Regions from separate parts of the Capra hircus genome. Here region 2 is linked to region 1. A link is a contact called in public Hi-C data. All regions are on one chromosome and are shown on one strand. Each heading gives the region's core, a stretch centred on a gene start, on an enhancer-like site or on the middle of the called end of the contact. The rest is flanking DNA. Distances are from core to core; before and after follow the strand shown.

Evidence for each region. Hi-C and Micro-C count contacts between places; a contact is called where the count stands out from the background.
Region 2: a contact with region 1 is called in a Hi-C map of blood, with 2.3 times the contacts expected there. The contact joins two enhancer-like sites. A contact is called at or near these places in 2 of 5 Hi-C or Micro-C datasets (both in blood).

What each region holds. Positions count from the first base shown.
Region 1 is chr3:104,489,153-104,496,585 of ARS1.2, reverse strand. PBXIP1 (pre-B-cell leukemia transcription factor-interacting protein 1) reads left to right here. Exons shown (of 11, transcript XM_005677424.2): 10 at 132-1,351; 11 at 1,818-2,908. The coding sequence ends at 1,899. Among named protein-coding and RNA genes, the nearest start is that of PBXIP1, 12 kb to the left of the region's middle. Within about 2 kb of position 4,820, at least 1 of the 5 cell types and tissues checked has an H3K27ac peak or open chromatin away from gene starts, as enhancers often do.
Region 2 is chr3:104,554,700-104,562,169 of ARS1.2, reverse strand. It overlaps ZBTB7B (zinc finger and BTB domain-containing protein 7B), which reads right to left. Exons shown (of 4, transcript XM_018046214.1): 3 at 6,647-7,470; 4 at 4,017-6,295. The coding sequence ends at 5,830. DCST2 (DC-STAMP domain-containing protein 2) reads left to right here. Exons shown (of 15, transcript XM_018046213.1): 12 at 127-254; 13 at 607-700; 14 at 805-945; 15 at 3,811-5,064. The coding sequence ends at 3,856. Among named protein-coding and RNA genes, the nearest start is that of DCST2, 12 kb to the left of the region's middle. Within about 2 kb of position 4,834, at least 5 of the 5 cell types and tissues checked have an H3K27ac peak or open chromatin away from gene starts, as enhancers often do.

The sequences.
Region 1 (7,433 bases), core at 3,571-6,070:
TGGGGTGGGAGATGAGAACCAAATCCTCTGAGTCTCTCAGGCCATAAAGGCTGTAATGGAATGGAATTCGGGTAACAGGCACTGGACCCATCCTTGACGACTCCCTGGACCCTCTATTACTCCCATTCCAGGCCCAGAAGGAAGAGCTTCAGAGCCTGATGCATCAGCCCAAAGGGCTAGAAGAGGAGAATGCCCGGCTCCGAGGGGCCCTCCAGCAGGGCGAAGCCTCCCAGCGGGCCCTGGAGTCAGAGCTGCAGCAGCTGCGGGCCCAGCTTCAGGGACTGGAGGCTGACTGCGTCCAGGGTGCAGATGGGCAGTGTCTCCAGTGGGGCAGAGGCCCACAAGCTGGCAAGGTCACCAAGGAGCAAGGCCCTACAGGGCAGGAGCCAAGCCCTGGTTTCCTGGAGCAAAAGAAACAGCTAGAGGCTGAGGCCCAGGCATTAAGGCAAGAGTTGGAGCAGCAGCGGCGGCTGCTGGGGTCTGTGCAGCAGGACCTGGAACGGAGCTTGAGGGAGGCAGGCCGAGGGGATCCAGCCCGGGCTGGCCTGGCTGAGTTGGGTCACAGGCTGGCCCAAAAGCTGCAGGGCCTGGAGGACCAGCGCCCTGGGGTTCCTGCCAATGTCTCAGAGGCCTGGCATCAGAAGCCTCACTTCCAGAATTCCAGGGAGCGGAGTGGGAAGGAAAAGTGGTGGGATAGGCAAGGGGACTGGAAGGCCGAGGCCTGGAAACATAAGATGGAGGCATCTGGCCGGGAGAAGAGCTGGCGGGGTAAGGAGGACAGGGAGCTGGCGGGGAGGCGGAAGGAGGGCAAGCCAAGGGTGGAGGAGTGGGCCGGCAAGAAGGATGGCAAGCGGCAGCACGCCAAGGAGCCCCCCAGGAAAAGTGGGCGCCCCCACCCCTCCGGAGAAAGGCAGAAACACCCTCGGTGGAAGGAAGGGGCTAAAGACGGGCATGACCCCCTGCCACTCTGGGCAGAGCTGTCTAGGCACGAGTACCAGGCACCGCAGGGCTGCTCAGGTGTGCATGAGTGTGCCCGGCAGGAGGGCCTGGCCTTCTTTGGCATAGAGCTAGCCCCCGTGCGGCAACAGGAGCTGGCCTCTCTGCTGAGGACGTACCTGGCGCGACTGCCCTGGGCCAGGCCGCTGACCGAGGAGCTGCCCCTCTCTCCCACTTACTTCGGTGAGGATGGTATCTTCCGCCACGACCGCCTCCGCTTCCGCGACTTTGTAGACGCCTTGGAGGACCGGCTGGAGGAGGTGGCAGTGAGAGAAACAGGTGATGACGACGCAGTGGACGACTTTGAGGATTTCATCTTCAGCCACTTCTTTGGAGACAAAGCACTGAAGAAGAGGTGGGCGGCTGTGGGGGAGCTGGGTCAGTGGGACAGAGCAGGGGGCGGGAGGTGATGGTGGGCCAAGGTGTCTGTGTGTATGTGTGGAGCCAGGGCCCTGAGTTGGGGGTGTTCAGTTTGAGGTTTTGTCTCTTGAGGGTAGAGAGCTGAGCCTGTGCTCAGCCCAGAGTCGTCCTGGGGAGTCCCCTTTGGGGCTAGAGTGTTTTTCCTCCCAAGTTGCCCTGTGCTGACCATACCTGTGTGGTCTGGGGGGTAAGAGAGATTGCTTCCTGTCTCCCCAGCTGGAGCCTTGTCCTGGGACACCAGGTCTGGCCACACTCCCCTCCCGCCAGTCTGATGGATGGTGGCTGCCCGTGTCCCTTGCCTTAGGGGGAACCGGGTCCCCTCTCAGGGGCCCCCCTTCTCATCACATGACATTGTTCTCTAAAGGCCTCTTCCTGCCTCCACTCCCTGCCCCCCCCAACAGGTCTGGGAAGAAGGACAAACATTTGCAGAACTCCAGAGTTGTGGGGCCCAGGGAGGAGCACAGCCCCCACCGCCGGGGCTGAGGCCCCGCGTTATCTGTCCCCTGGGAACCGTTAAGCTGCCACCTCCCTCGGCTTGGTTGGTGTCATTGGGTGTCCTTCACAGAGCAGCGTGGAGATCACCCAGCCCAAAAGGCCTTAGCTGGAGCTGCTGTGCTGTCTATGCAAATGAATGCAAATTCTTAGGGCCGTGACCCTTGCAGCAGATTGTGAAGGGGGGGATGGGAGAGAAGTCTGTGGGGGTAAGAGGTATGGGGCGATTCAGATTCTAAAGCCAGAGTGCTTGTGTGTGTGGTGTGTGTGTGTGTGTCTGTGTTTGTAGGGTGGGATATGAGGTATGGGGGCAATTCAGATTCTAAAGCCAGAGAATTTGTGTGTGTGTGTGTGTGTGTGTGTGTGTGTGTGTGTGTGTGTCTGTCTGTCTGTCTGTCTGTAGGGGGGCCAAGAGTGGGCCCCTTGGCTGCACACACTGACCCATGCACCCTGGGATTCGATTCACCCCGGTGGCTCCCGGCTGGCTGGAGGCCCAGCATGAAGGCTTTCCCTGGGGTTTTGTTAGATTTGGAAGGAGCTATCCCTAGGGAATCGAAGTCCCCCTTTTAGCCCAGCTCCTCACATGGCCTCACCTCTGCTTGTGAACTGTAGACTCAGATTCCAATAAAATTCTGTAGGAGCTGTGACATTGGGTGGGGGCTCTGTCGCTTAGGGCTGTTTCTAAGCTCAGGGGAAGCCCACACCCACCACCTCATACTGGTACTCACCTTCTCCTCTCCCCGTCACCTCACCCTCCCTGCAAACCTCAGGCCCTCCGGGCTGGAACTCCCCATTTTGCTCACAGCTGTCTTGGCTGCATCCCTGGGAGATGTAGAAATATGCAAGTGGGTTTTGGGCTCAAATCCTGGTTGAGTGATTTTGAGCAAATTAATCCCTGGGAACCTTGGGATTCAAATCCCCAAAAAGGGAAATTGAAGGGCTGGGGACTCTTCCAGCAGGATTGTAAATAAATCAATGTAAACAAAATATGTGTCCAATATTTGGTGCTCAGAAGTGATTTCACTCCCTTTAGAGTGTGGAGGAGGGTGGAGGAGGGGCTCCCCACCCCCACCTCACAGCACCGGCTTCTGCGTTGGGGGAGGTGAGGGAACCACTAGGTGGCGCCCTGGCTCCACATTTGCTCCAGACCTCACCTACCTCACTACTTGGTGCCCCAAATCTTGGACCCCTGGAAATCCCCCTGGGGGGACAGAATGAATGTGTGGCTTCAGGCCAGGTCCAAGGAGTGTGTTAGTAAAGCTGAGGTGTATTAGCCCCTCAGTCACGTCCAGCTCTTTGTGACCCCATAGACTGTGACTAGGCTCCTCTTGTCCATGGGATTTTCCAGGCAAGAATACTAGAGTGGGTTGCCATTTCCTTCTCCAGGGGATCTTCTTGACCCAGGGTTCCAACCCGGGTATCTCACACTGCAAGCAGACTCTTTACTGTCTGAGCCCCCAGGGAAGCCCAGGGGTCTGCCCGAAAGGGGACTGTAATTGATAACAAGTGCTTCTGTAACACTATGACTGATGGGTTGCTCACTGTTAAAGGACTTTAAGGATGCTAGCTTAATTCATGTGCGGATGTGAGAGTTGGACTATTCAGAAAGCTGAGCGCCGAAGAATTGATGCTTTTGAACTGTGGTGTTGGAGAAGACTCTTGAGAGTCCTTTGGACTGCGAGGAGATCTACCACCCAATCCTAAAGGAAGTCAGTCCTGAATACTCATTGGAAGGACTGATGCTGAAGCTGAAACTCCAATACTTTGGCCACCTGATGTGAAGAACCGACTCATTGGAAAAGACTCTGATGCTGGGAAAGATTGAAGGCGGGAGGAAAAGGAGACCACAGAGGATGAGATGGTTGGATGGCATCACTGACTCAATGGACATGAGTTTGGGCTCCCAGAGTTAGTGATGGACAGGGCAGCCTGGAGTGCAGCAGTCCATGGGGTCGCAAAGAGTCAGACATGACTGAGCAACTGAACTGAACTGAATTCTAATAGGATGGGGTGAGGCAGGGTGGGGATGGAACAAGGTTCACTCATTCAGCAAACATTTACACTCTATTGTGTACCAGAGGCAGTGTGGTACTGAGAATACGAAGGCGTGTTAAGGAGTTCATAGTCCAGTGGAGCCCCCTTTCTGAAGCATGAGGGATTGCAGTTAGACGTAAGGAAGAACTTCCTCATAGAGGGTCGATGAAAAGGGGCTTTAGGAAAGGAGTCTTCTAGAGTGTGTGTCGAGAGGAGTAAGTACAGTCTAGCCTGGGGACCAGGGTCTGGATTTCGCATCCTGGCTCTGTGGACCATCATCCACCTGAGGAAGCCTGGTTCACATTGCTTGCCTTCTGCAGGTGTTCAGAACTTACACTTCTTGGAGAGGGAGGCAGGCTAGGTAGGAGGTATGATTCCGTGTCCCAGGAGGGAGAATGTGTTTAGGGAGGGGACACAAATTGGCCCCCTGGGTTCCCAGAGGGTGTGGGCTGCCTGGGGCTTCTCAGTTTCGTTTCTAGGGCCCATTTCCTTCGTTTGCATAACGAACTCTCAAGGAGGCTAGGAAGTTCCCCCAAGCCCCCTCCTCTTTCTGAGCCACTCAGGAAGTGATATGCTGAGCTGGAGGTTTCTGAAACTGCTGAATCAGGAAGAAAAGACCACAAACCCAGGGGGTAGGTTGGGGAGGGGCCAGGACACCAAGGACATTGGCCATTCTGATTACCCTCTCTCTGCTGTCCCCCATCAGCGATCCTCCTGCCCATTGTAGGTCACTGCCACTCCGTCACACCCATGCCCCTACAGCAGCGCTGGTGAGGGGGGGACCCCGAGTCTCAGATCATAGGATGCTCGCTGGTCATAGACACAGCATGTGGAGACGAGCCAAGGGAGGCTGGAGCTGTGGGGACAGAGCTCCCTCCTTCCCACAGGGCTGGGGACATCTTTGACCACGCAGGAGGGTAGACCCACTGGACTCTGCCACACGACCTTGCTTGGCCCCCAGGGTCTGGCCTGGGCCCTTCCAGTTTAAGCATTTGGTATTTTAAGCACTTGGCTTTTCTGCCCTTTCCTCTGGGAACTCCCGCAGCTAAGTGCTCAGCTCCGGGGTGTCTTGGGGGAATCACTAGAATCAGGGGTGGCCCTCCTTGGCTTTCCCCTCTCAAGTGGAAAAATTCTGCTTCCTTTGACCATCCCCCAACTGTATTTCCCTGCGGTCCCCCAACCTGCCATTCCTCCCTCCCACCCCTGCCCCTCACTCTTCAGCCTCACCTCCTTTCCTGCCCTCAGCGCCATCTTCTCTCATCATGCCCCCTCCAGCCTTAACCTCCTCCAGGATCCTCCCCATCTCTTCCGGCTTCCCTGGGTCCTCCAGGCCCCAGTTTCACCCCTGCCTTTTACTCCCACCCATGCTGGGGAGTGGGGGGATGGGGTGGTGGTCACCTTCAACCTGCCCCACCCTATAAGCTCCTTGAAGGCCAGAGGCCTGTGTTCCTTTGGAGGACCACTTCCAGCCCCCTCTGCTGGGCCCCTGGACAGATACTGGATTGGCAGGCTGTTGCCATGGGAACCTCAATCTCCTCCTCTCATCTGTTCTGGGTCATAGGTACTCCTGGTCCCTCCACACTTCACCTGCTCACAGAGGGTCTGGCTGGAATCTGCAGGTAGAGGGGTGTGTGGGGGTTATTGGCCTAAACCCAGACCATATCAGATTCCTTTCACCAGCCAGTGGTCAGAGCCACAGAAGCCCCTTAGTACTAATTCTCGGGGGTTGTCCGAGTTCCCTGTCCCTCCCCTGTGGGCCTTCCCTCAAGGTTGCTGCCCATCCTTTTGTAGCCCTTGGCTTCTGGAATAGGCCCCTTCCCCGCTCACCTGGTCTCTATCCGGGGCCAGGTGGAGACCCAGCCCGGGTCTCTTCTAACTGGACTGGTAGCCTGGGCAAACTTTCGGTTCCGGTCTCCACAACTGCCTGCCTGCGGGCCTTCTTGCTTCAGGGCTCGGCTTTCTCATCACTGAAGTGAGCCTGTACATCCCCCTCATGGGTAGTTGTGATGATGGAATGAGCCATCCAAAGACAAAGGAAAAGGCTTTTCAAACTGTAGAGTGCTGTCAAAAGTTTTAGTTACTTAGCCTCTAAGGGGGAAGTTGAGGCCGCTGTGAACTACTGATATGGGAGCAGAGGGTGTTGGTTCCAGACCATGTAGTAGGAGCTGACAGGGAAAAGATGCCAGCCAGCACTCAAGACCCAACACTGTGCTACGTGCTGGGGCGACCACAGTCTTTGCCCCTGAGGCTAACCAAATTAGTTTAATACCAAGCAGAGAGGTTTTCTTTTTTTTAAATTATAGTTTATTTTTTAAAATTGTAATCAAAAATATTTGTTGTAATTGATTGATGACTGCTTTACAATATTGGTTTGATATCTGTCATACATCCACATGGATTAACCATAGGTATACCTATGTCCCCTCCCTCTTGAACCTCCCTCGCACCTCCCATCCCTCTAGATTATTATGGAGCCCCAGTTGGAGTTCCCTGAGTCATACAGCAAATTCCCATTGACTATCTATTTACGTATGTGAGTGTAATACCAAGCAGAGTTTTAAAAGTACTCTCTTACCAGTGGCAGAAAGGCGAAGAGGAAGGAAGGAGGGGGTGGTGTTTTTTTTTTTGGGGGTGCTGTGCTATGAGACATGTAGGATCCTAGTTCCCTGACCAGGAATTGAACCGGCATTCCCTGCAGGGGATGCATGGAGTCTTAACCACTGGACCACCAGGGAAGTCCCAGGAAGGGGTGGCCTTTGAGCTGGACCTTGAAGATAATAAGGATGGATGATGGGGAGGGGATCTCAGACTAGGCAGAAGTGAGGCCTTAGGGGAGGGTGGAACAGCCCTGTGGTCAGATGGTGTTAAGTTCACGGTCCTGCAAGGGAGCAAGTTCTCCCATAGGCCTGCTTGCAAGTGTATAGTGATAGGAAATGGAGAGAGGTGTGAGGGGCAGGGGCCATGAAAAAGGAAGACACACTGGGGTGCAAGGCAGCTGGCAGGTGGAAGGGTGGAATAGAAAGAGATGAAATCAGAGGTAGTTAGGAGGTGTCAGCCAGCAACTCAGGAGAGAGATGATGCAGGCCTGATTTAGAGCAGGGAATTAGAATGGCCTGGCCTTGGATGGGACAAGGGCAAGGGAGAGGGAGGAGCCAAGGACACACTGAGCTTCCCAGCCTCGTGAGAGCTGGATGACTGCATCCTCACCTGATACCAGGAAAGAAGGAGGAAAGGCTGGAACTGGTTTTGCAGGGGGTGGGGTGGGGTGAGGTGTGTGCAGTGGGGATGGAGGGGGCTGGGGATGGGGGAGGGGGAGCTGGTGGGCTTGATTGTTTACGGTGTGGGACAGGGATAAAGCCAGTCTTCCAGCAGGTCGCTCTTGTGCTCCACCAAGCTGTATGCGCCTACCTCCCAGTCCTTGCGTCCCTCCTACCCCCTGCCCACCCCCGAATTCCTTTCCAGGGCAGGGCCCCTTTGGAGAACTTCTTACC
Region 2 (7,470 bases), core at 3,585-6,084, 66 kb before region 1:
CTTCCGCGTCTTGGCTGTTGTGAATAGTGCAGCTTTGAGGAGAGGGGTGCATGTACCTTTTTGAATTATTTTTTTGTCCAGATATATTGAGCTGACCTACTTAGTGTCTGGGACCCCTCTCCTCAGGTGTTCCTGCCTGGTTCCATTTATCAGCCACTTCAGCCAGCATCAGACCTACTGCCTGGGCTGTGGGCAGCTGCAGGACGAGGGGGACACAGAGAATTCGGTGGCTTGCAGTACCCCAGGCTGCAGAGGTGAGAGTTCTGAGGAGGATGCCTCTCTGCTGGGACTCTCACCATTTGTATATGACAGTCAGCTTTTATGGACTTCTGTACCTCACCTTTTGTACCCCTCCCTTCATTATGACGCATGTCCTCTTTTACACAGAACCCTCAGGTAGCTCATTTTCTCTGTGTGCCTTAATCCTCCAGTGCAAGTAGAATTCCTATGCAAGTGGTATTGCAGCAGTTCCCCAGAGTGCATGGTTTGATGAATGGTCTCCCCCTTGGGTGGAGCTGGGGAGGCAAGGGCTGAAAGCTCGGGAGCACAGTGCCGGGGTGAGGGTGGGGGAACAAGTTCAATTCCGTCCCTCCTGGCCTCCTCCAGGTCTCTTCTGTCTCACCTGCTTCCGTCTCCTGGGCAACACCTGCTCCGTGTGTGCGTCTCCCCTCTCCTGCCAGGAGGAGCTGGATCTAGAGCTGTGAGTCTCAGGCAACATGGGGTGGCTGGAGACTGTGGGGGCAGTAGGAGCGGCCACCCCTCTGCAGGACCTCTGTGGGCTACTGAGATGGGAGGCTTCTCCAGGGACTCCAGTGATGAGGAGGGCCCCCGCCTATGGCTGGCTGCCGCCCACCAAAAGGGTCCTGAGCAGGAGGCGCTACTGCGGCAGCAGCTCCAGGAAGCGCTGGGCAGGACCCTCTCATCGGATTCCATGTCGGAATCCAGGTGAGTGGAAGACTTCAGGCGTGGGGACTGGGAGGCCTAAGCATGTTCGGTCACATTTATCAAGGGTTTCTTGGCTGCCTGGCCCTCTGCTAGAGCTGGAGAGATAAAAGGGGTAGTGGGGAGGGGGGTTTGCCCCATGCCTGCTGTGTCAGCACCCCTGCCCTGGGGTGAGTGGGGGAGAGCGACATCAAGTAGATAAGTGACAATGTAGAGAGCACCCCAAATGAGGAGTGAAACAGGCTCTGGGAAGCACAGAGGACAGAACACCCGGTTTGGGATGGAGGTATATTAATGAAAGCTTCACGAAAGAAGTCAAAAAAATAGGTGGGCTTGATTTTCACTCACAGAGAGCCAAGTATATCAAATGCTGTGAGATTATCAAGTAGGATGAAGCCTGGAAGCCAGAGGGTTTGTCAGGCTAAGGAGTGCAAGAGGACATTCCAGGGGGAGGCTTGTGTGAGTCTGGAGAATATGGGACACTTAGAGGTGAGGGGAGGGTCAGGGAGGGGTGTATTTGTGGCTGGGTGGAGACAGCAGAGCATACTGGGAGATGAGGTTGCCCATCAAGGCAGGGAGAGGTGGGAGAGGGCCTCAGTTTACCATCTGAAGATCCTCAGTCAGAAAGTGATGTATTTGTCTTTTGGGACAATAAGCTAAGAAGGCAGAGTGGAGGCAGGGTGGGAGCAGGGAGACCAGAGAGGAGGCTGTCTTAGCTCAGGAAAAGTTGGTGACAGCCTCAGGACTGAGGTGCTGAGAATGACAGGGAGCTTGTGTTTGGAACTGGGTGGTGTTAGGGCAAGAGGAGAAACAGGTTCTGCAGAAACAATGGCCCAGTTCTAGACCTTTCTGGTATCTGTAGGGAATCCACTGGGAATGCCCAGGGGACAGTTAGAAAAGGGCAGGGCTCTGGGCCAGAGGTATCTTTTGGGGGGTTGTTGACTTGGAGACTGTGAGAGAAATGAGCTGGATCACCCTGGTGGAGGGCAGGGCAGCAGAGGAGGAGGCAGGGACATGACCCTGAGGGGCTCCATCACAAACCAAGGAGGGGAGAGACTCAAGAACAGAGAGCCAAGCGGATCCGGTGTTGTGAGATGATCAGGTAGGATGAAGCCTAAAGACTGGTCATTGAATTTGGTGGTCGAGAGATCCTTGGAGTGGCTTGTGGGACTATTTCTCATGGTGTGGGGAAGGCCAAAACCAGTCCTCGTGGGTTGAGGGGGTGACTGGTAGAGAAGACTCAGAAATGGGGTACATGGCTCTGTCACTGTTGCAAGTTTGGAAATTATTATTAATATTTTTAACGTCACTGCTGTAGTTTAAAAAAGGAAGCTTGATGGTAAAGAGGAGAGAGTTAGCTTCATAGAACAATAGAGTAGCTTGAAGGGAACCTAAAAGATTTTTCTTTATCCAAGAAAAAGCTTTTTCTTTACCCAAGTATGGGGAGATTTGAGGATTTCAGAGATGAAAAAAGTGTTGAAGAGTGAGAGATGCCGGAGAGATGGGATCTAGGGCCAGGTGAACAGGGTGGCCTCAAATAGGACCGGGCTCGCCCGAGGCAGGAGGGGAGAGGGCATGTTCCTCCCAGCAGAGCTGAGCCTGCTCCAGTCTGATGGCCTTGCTTTTCTCAGGGTGAGGGGGTGGGGTTGGGGACTGGGGGTGGGGATAGGAGGCATGCACACCTGCTGAAACAGTAAAGAATGGGGTTGGGAGTGGAATAAAGGTTTCAAGGAGTGGGTGGTGGAGGTTGAAATGCCTGCCTTGGGGAGTGTGCAAAGGAGCCAACTGGGGAGGTTAAGAGATTTCCAGGGAGCGTTAAAGGCTCAGATGAAGTTGAAAATCATCACGTGTAATGACAGACTCCAGCGTGCTTGGTTACGTGGTTTTCTCAAGCAAATGTGGTAGCCATGAATGGGCTTCCAGGGTTGAAGGCTTTTTCTGGGCAGGTCAGGAGATGATGGGGTGAGAATTGGGGTGCTTTAGTCAGAGTATCTAAGATGACTGGGGAAGAGAAAGGGGTTGAGATCCCAGGGGGCAGTCCAAGGTCTATGTGTTGCTGGGGTATTAAAGCAGAGGCCAGGAGGGATGCAGACAATGGGCCAGGCCCAGGAAGAATCCGGGGGATAAATCCAGAGAGTAGCCAAGATTGAGGGTGATGTCCGAGTAGGAGCGGAGAGGAAGGTCATTATGGCCAAGGAGGCTGAGGATTGGAAAGCCAGTGTGTTGGAAGAGCCTGCCCACCAGCGAGAAGGCAGCTGGGCCACAAGAGCAGCTCAAGTCTGGTACCAGCACCCTGGATGGGTATGGCAGGATGTTGGCAGGGCCTGGGGAGATAGGCACAGCCCAGGAGTGTAGCTTCCATGGGAGCCAGGGGCTTTGCAATACGCCACAGGCATGCCAAGTCTGAGAAAGACAAGCAACCTCCACTTGGGAGGACTGAAGAGAAAACTGTCCAGTGGTCACATTCCAGTGTGAATGGGGCACCAGAAGTTAGTAATGAATTCAGAGGTTGAAGGGGAAGGAAAGTTTTATTTTGAGTGGTTCCAGAGGGCTCAAGGAAGTTAAAAGCTGGGCAGCCAGGGAGGTACCCTACAGCCTTGAGTGAGTATTATTTCCGAGGTCACTACTGGTTCTGCCCTTGCAAAGCACATGACCTTGGGCACATCATTGCCCACTCATCTCTCAGCCTTAAGTCAGACGATATCTACAGACACACGCTGGCTTGCTTTGGAGGGGCCTGTGAGAGCCGCAGTGGCTGGAAGACAACAGGAGCCAAATCTGAATAGACAGGGCAGGTGCAGGAGGAAGGAAGTCACCTGTGAAAACAGAATCCTGGTGACTGGGCCACCCTCTTCCTCTCCTCACTAGTGACCTGGATGAAGAAAAGGGGCCTCAGGAGAGAAGGCACAGGTAGCCACCACCACTTGAGGCCCTGTCTGTCAGCAGCCCCCTCAGCCCCGCTAACTGCCTCAGAAATCCTCTGCCCTCAAAGCAGTCCCATCTCTCATTTCCCCTCTCCTCCCCATCCCGCCCACATACCTCCAAAATAAAGAAATCAAAGTTGGACACAAGCATGAATCTTAAATTATTATTATTTCTTCCTGTCGCTTACACCCGAGGTGGGGGGCAAGGGAAGGGGAGGGCACAGGAGAGGGGGGACCGCCTCCCCCCTTAAGGCACTGAGTGGAGAAGCCGCAAGGGGGGGGGAGGCCACACTGTCCTCACTCCCCGGGGCTGGGCCCCCCATCACCTGAAATGCAAAGAGGAGGCCCAGAGCAACCTGGCCTCCCTCTACCCCAATATATTACATCATCACTTTTTAAATAGAGACAAGGACTGGTCCCGCTACCCCCTCCCTGTGACCCCCCCCACTATTGGGGGTACCTGGGCAGCTGTGCAAATGGGCATGGGGGTGCATGGGAGGGAGGGAGAGCACCGGGCCCCTGAACCTGCCCCTTTTAAGGAGGGGGGGGCCGCCAGGCCAGGGAGGGGAAATAGTGCAAGGCAGAGCCCAGGCCCGAGCGGGGTCCAGCACCCAGCGAGGAGGCAGGGGAGATACCCCCACCCCCAGCAGAATTGGGTAGTTAAAAATCTGAAACTAGATTTCAACAAGACCAACAGAAAAGGCTATGTACAGAACGGGGGGTGGATTCAATCCTAAGGGAAGAGTGAGGGAATTACTCTCCCCACCCCAACAGGGAGCCCTGGCAGGCAAGGGTCTAAGGGTAGGACTCCTTTCCCACAGGGCCGCAGCCCACTTTCCCTGGGGGCGCGGGGGGCAGTTCCGCGCCCCGGCCTTGGCAAGGGGGCGCAGCTCACCCGCTGGGGTGGTGGAGGTGGAGAAGGCGGCTCCCTGGCAGTGGCCGCCAGGGGCGCTCGCACGCGCAGGGCACAGCCGCCAGATGGCGCCGGCCAGCCCGTTCTCCGCCAGGCTCCCCGCCAGCCCCTCACCCGGTCCCACACCCAGCACCGCGCCAGCCCGGGGGCGGCGTGAGTCAGGGGCGGCAGCAGTGGTGGTGGCGGCGGCTCGCACCTGGGCGGGGAGGAGGTGGGGAGGAGGAGAAGAGGGTAGGACACCGCCCGGCCCGCCCTGCCCTCTGGCCCCGGGGAGGGAGCGGCGGGAACAAGACATTCCCTGCCCGGGGACGCGGGAGGGGAGGGCCGGGGAGGAGAACCGGCAGCGGCTCCCCTGGCTGGGCGGGGCCCTCCCGCTGCCCCCAGGGGCGGGCGAGCCAATCAGGCCACCCCGCCCCCTTCTCCAGGACCCCATGACTCAGCGCTGGGAGAAGGGCGGAGGGGGACTGGGATGGCTCCTTCCTTACAGGCCCAGTCCCCGTCTTCCAAGCTTTTACCTTGCTTTCCCCCACCTACCCATCCTTTGCCGCCCCCCTCTGCGTAATTCACTGCCAGGAAAAGGGAACAGAAACCAGGAAGGAGGGGTCTCGAAAGGGAGGGGTAGTCCTTCACCCCCTAACACAGCCAAAACCCCAAGGGGCATGGGGGTGGGGCAAGGCTTTGGTCCCAAGCCCCCCACCCCCTAGAAACCCGCATAGCCGAAGAGGGACCCCACAAATCAGAAATACATTATTGCTTCTACTCCCCAGGAGCAGCTGGGGACAGGGACCCCACCTTTACAATGGAGCTGTAAATATATACATAATATCATATGTATCACTCCGTGGGAGAGCACCCCAATCTGGGGAGACTCTGCCCCAAAACCTTCTCGGCTTGGAACTGGAATGAGGGCTCTGAGGGAAGGAGCCTATTTCCGATGCCAGGGAGACTCAGGGCCTGACCCCCAGCGCCGTCTCTGCTGTGTACACTCCCACTGCTTGGCATGGGCCTCCCCGGTCCCCGTGCTGCTCCAGCTCGGCCACTCGCCCCTCTTTAAGAGGTGTCCATGGCACCTTCAGCCTGAGGTGTGGCGGGTGCCCCCTCCTCCTCCTCGTCATCAGGGGGCCCTGGGGTGGAGTCTGGGGGCCCGGTAGGGGCGGACGTCTCCCAGAATCGAGCCAGAGACAGGCGGAAGGTGTCCAAGTGACCGTTGGAGAGGTCGAGGCCAGCAGGGGACGAGGCGGCGGCGGAGGGCGGGGGGTAGTGAGGGGGCGCATCGTCCTTGCGGCGCCGCCGGGTGCGCACCTCCAGGCAGTTCTGGCCCTTGAGGTGGCGCTGCAGGTGGTCCTCCTTGGCGAAAGCCTTGTGGCACAGGTGGCACTCGTAGGGCCGGTCCCCTGTGTGCAGGTGCATGTGGTTCTTGAGGTCGTAGCTGTGCAGGAAGCGGGCTGGGCAGTGTGAGCACGAGTAGGGGCGCTCTCCGGTGTGCTTCCGCATGTGGATCTTCAGCTTGTCGTTCCTGGTGCGGCAGGGAGAGGGCGAAGGGAGCCGTCACAGGGGGTCCCTGGGTCGCCGGCCCCGCCCCCTAGCACTGTTCCCCTATTTCTGCTCAGGGAGACCCTTGCTGACTTAGCCCCAGGTTAACCACCTGCCTCCAGCACAGTCAGATCTTTAAGGCCCCAGACCCACCTTCCTTGACTTTCTTTCTCCTGGTCTCTCGCCTCAGCCTGGGGACCACCCCACAGTCCCTCCAGGATCTTCTCCCTCCACACCCCCCACATGGAAAGGGTCTCACAATCCCTTTCTCCCTTGCGCCACCCCCCACGCCCTACATGGCCCCTGCTGGGCCTCTTCCCCCGCTGGTGCTCACCGGGTGAATCGGACACCGCAGACTTCACAGGCGAAGGGCTTCTCACCCGTATGGGTCCTCATGTGGCGTGGCAGTTTGCCCGCCCCGTGGATGATCTTGTGGCAGACTGGGCACTCCTGGGGCATCTGGGAGCGGCGTTTGCGCACTAGCTTGTCCTGGCTGTCCAGGCCTGGAGGCAGGGTGTCCTGGTGCAGGGAGCTGAGGTAGGCCATCAGGTCGGGATCGATGGCATCCTCGTCTGAGCCCAGCTCCTCTGGGGACAGCGGGGGCCCACCGCCCTGTGCCAGCCCGTAGGGAGGGGGGTACACCAGCTCCTCCTCTTCTTCCTCACCCTCGCAGGCCTCGTAGCTCAGGGGCCCCTCGGGGGGTGAGGCAGCCCCTGTGGGAGGGCTGTAGCTGTCTCCCAGCCCGCTGCCCACTCTGCTCGCCTCCTCCTCCTCCTCGTAGGTGAAGGGATGGGTGGGCACTGTGGGCACCTCAGGCACCAGGTGGTTGGCCCGGGCCCCCTTGGTCTGCAGGAAAGCTTTGCGGGGCTTGCGGCTGCGGCGGGCAACAGGCCGAGGAGGCGGTGGTGGTGGCGGCGGTGGGAGGGGTGCCTGTGGAGGGCTGTCGTCACCGTTGGGGACTCCTGAAGCTGAAGCACTGGCTGTACAGGCGAAGGCTTCCAGGTACTGCCGCGCGCGCTCACAGTCGTCCTCGTCCGGGCTGGGCGCCTCTAGTCCGCTGCCCTGCAGGATCTCCATGCAGGCCGCGATGACACAGGGGATCTCCAGCAGCCTTGCGGCCTGCAGTACGGCTGGCATGTTGGCGCTGCTGGTGGTCAG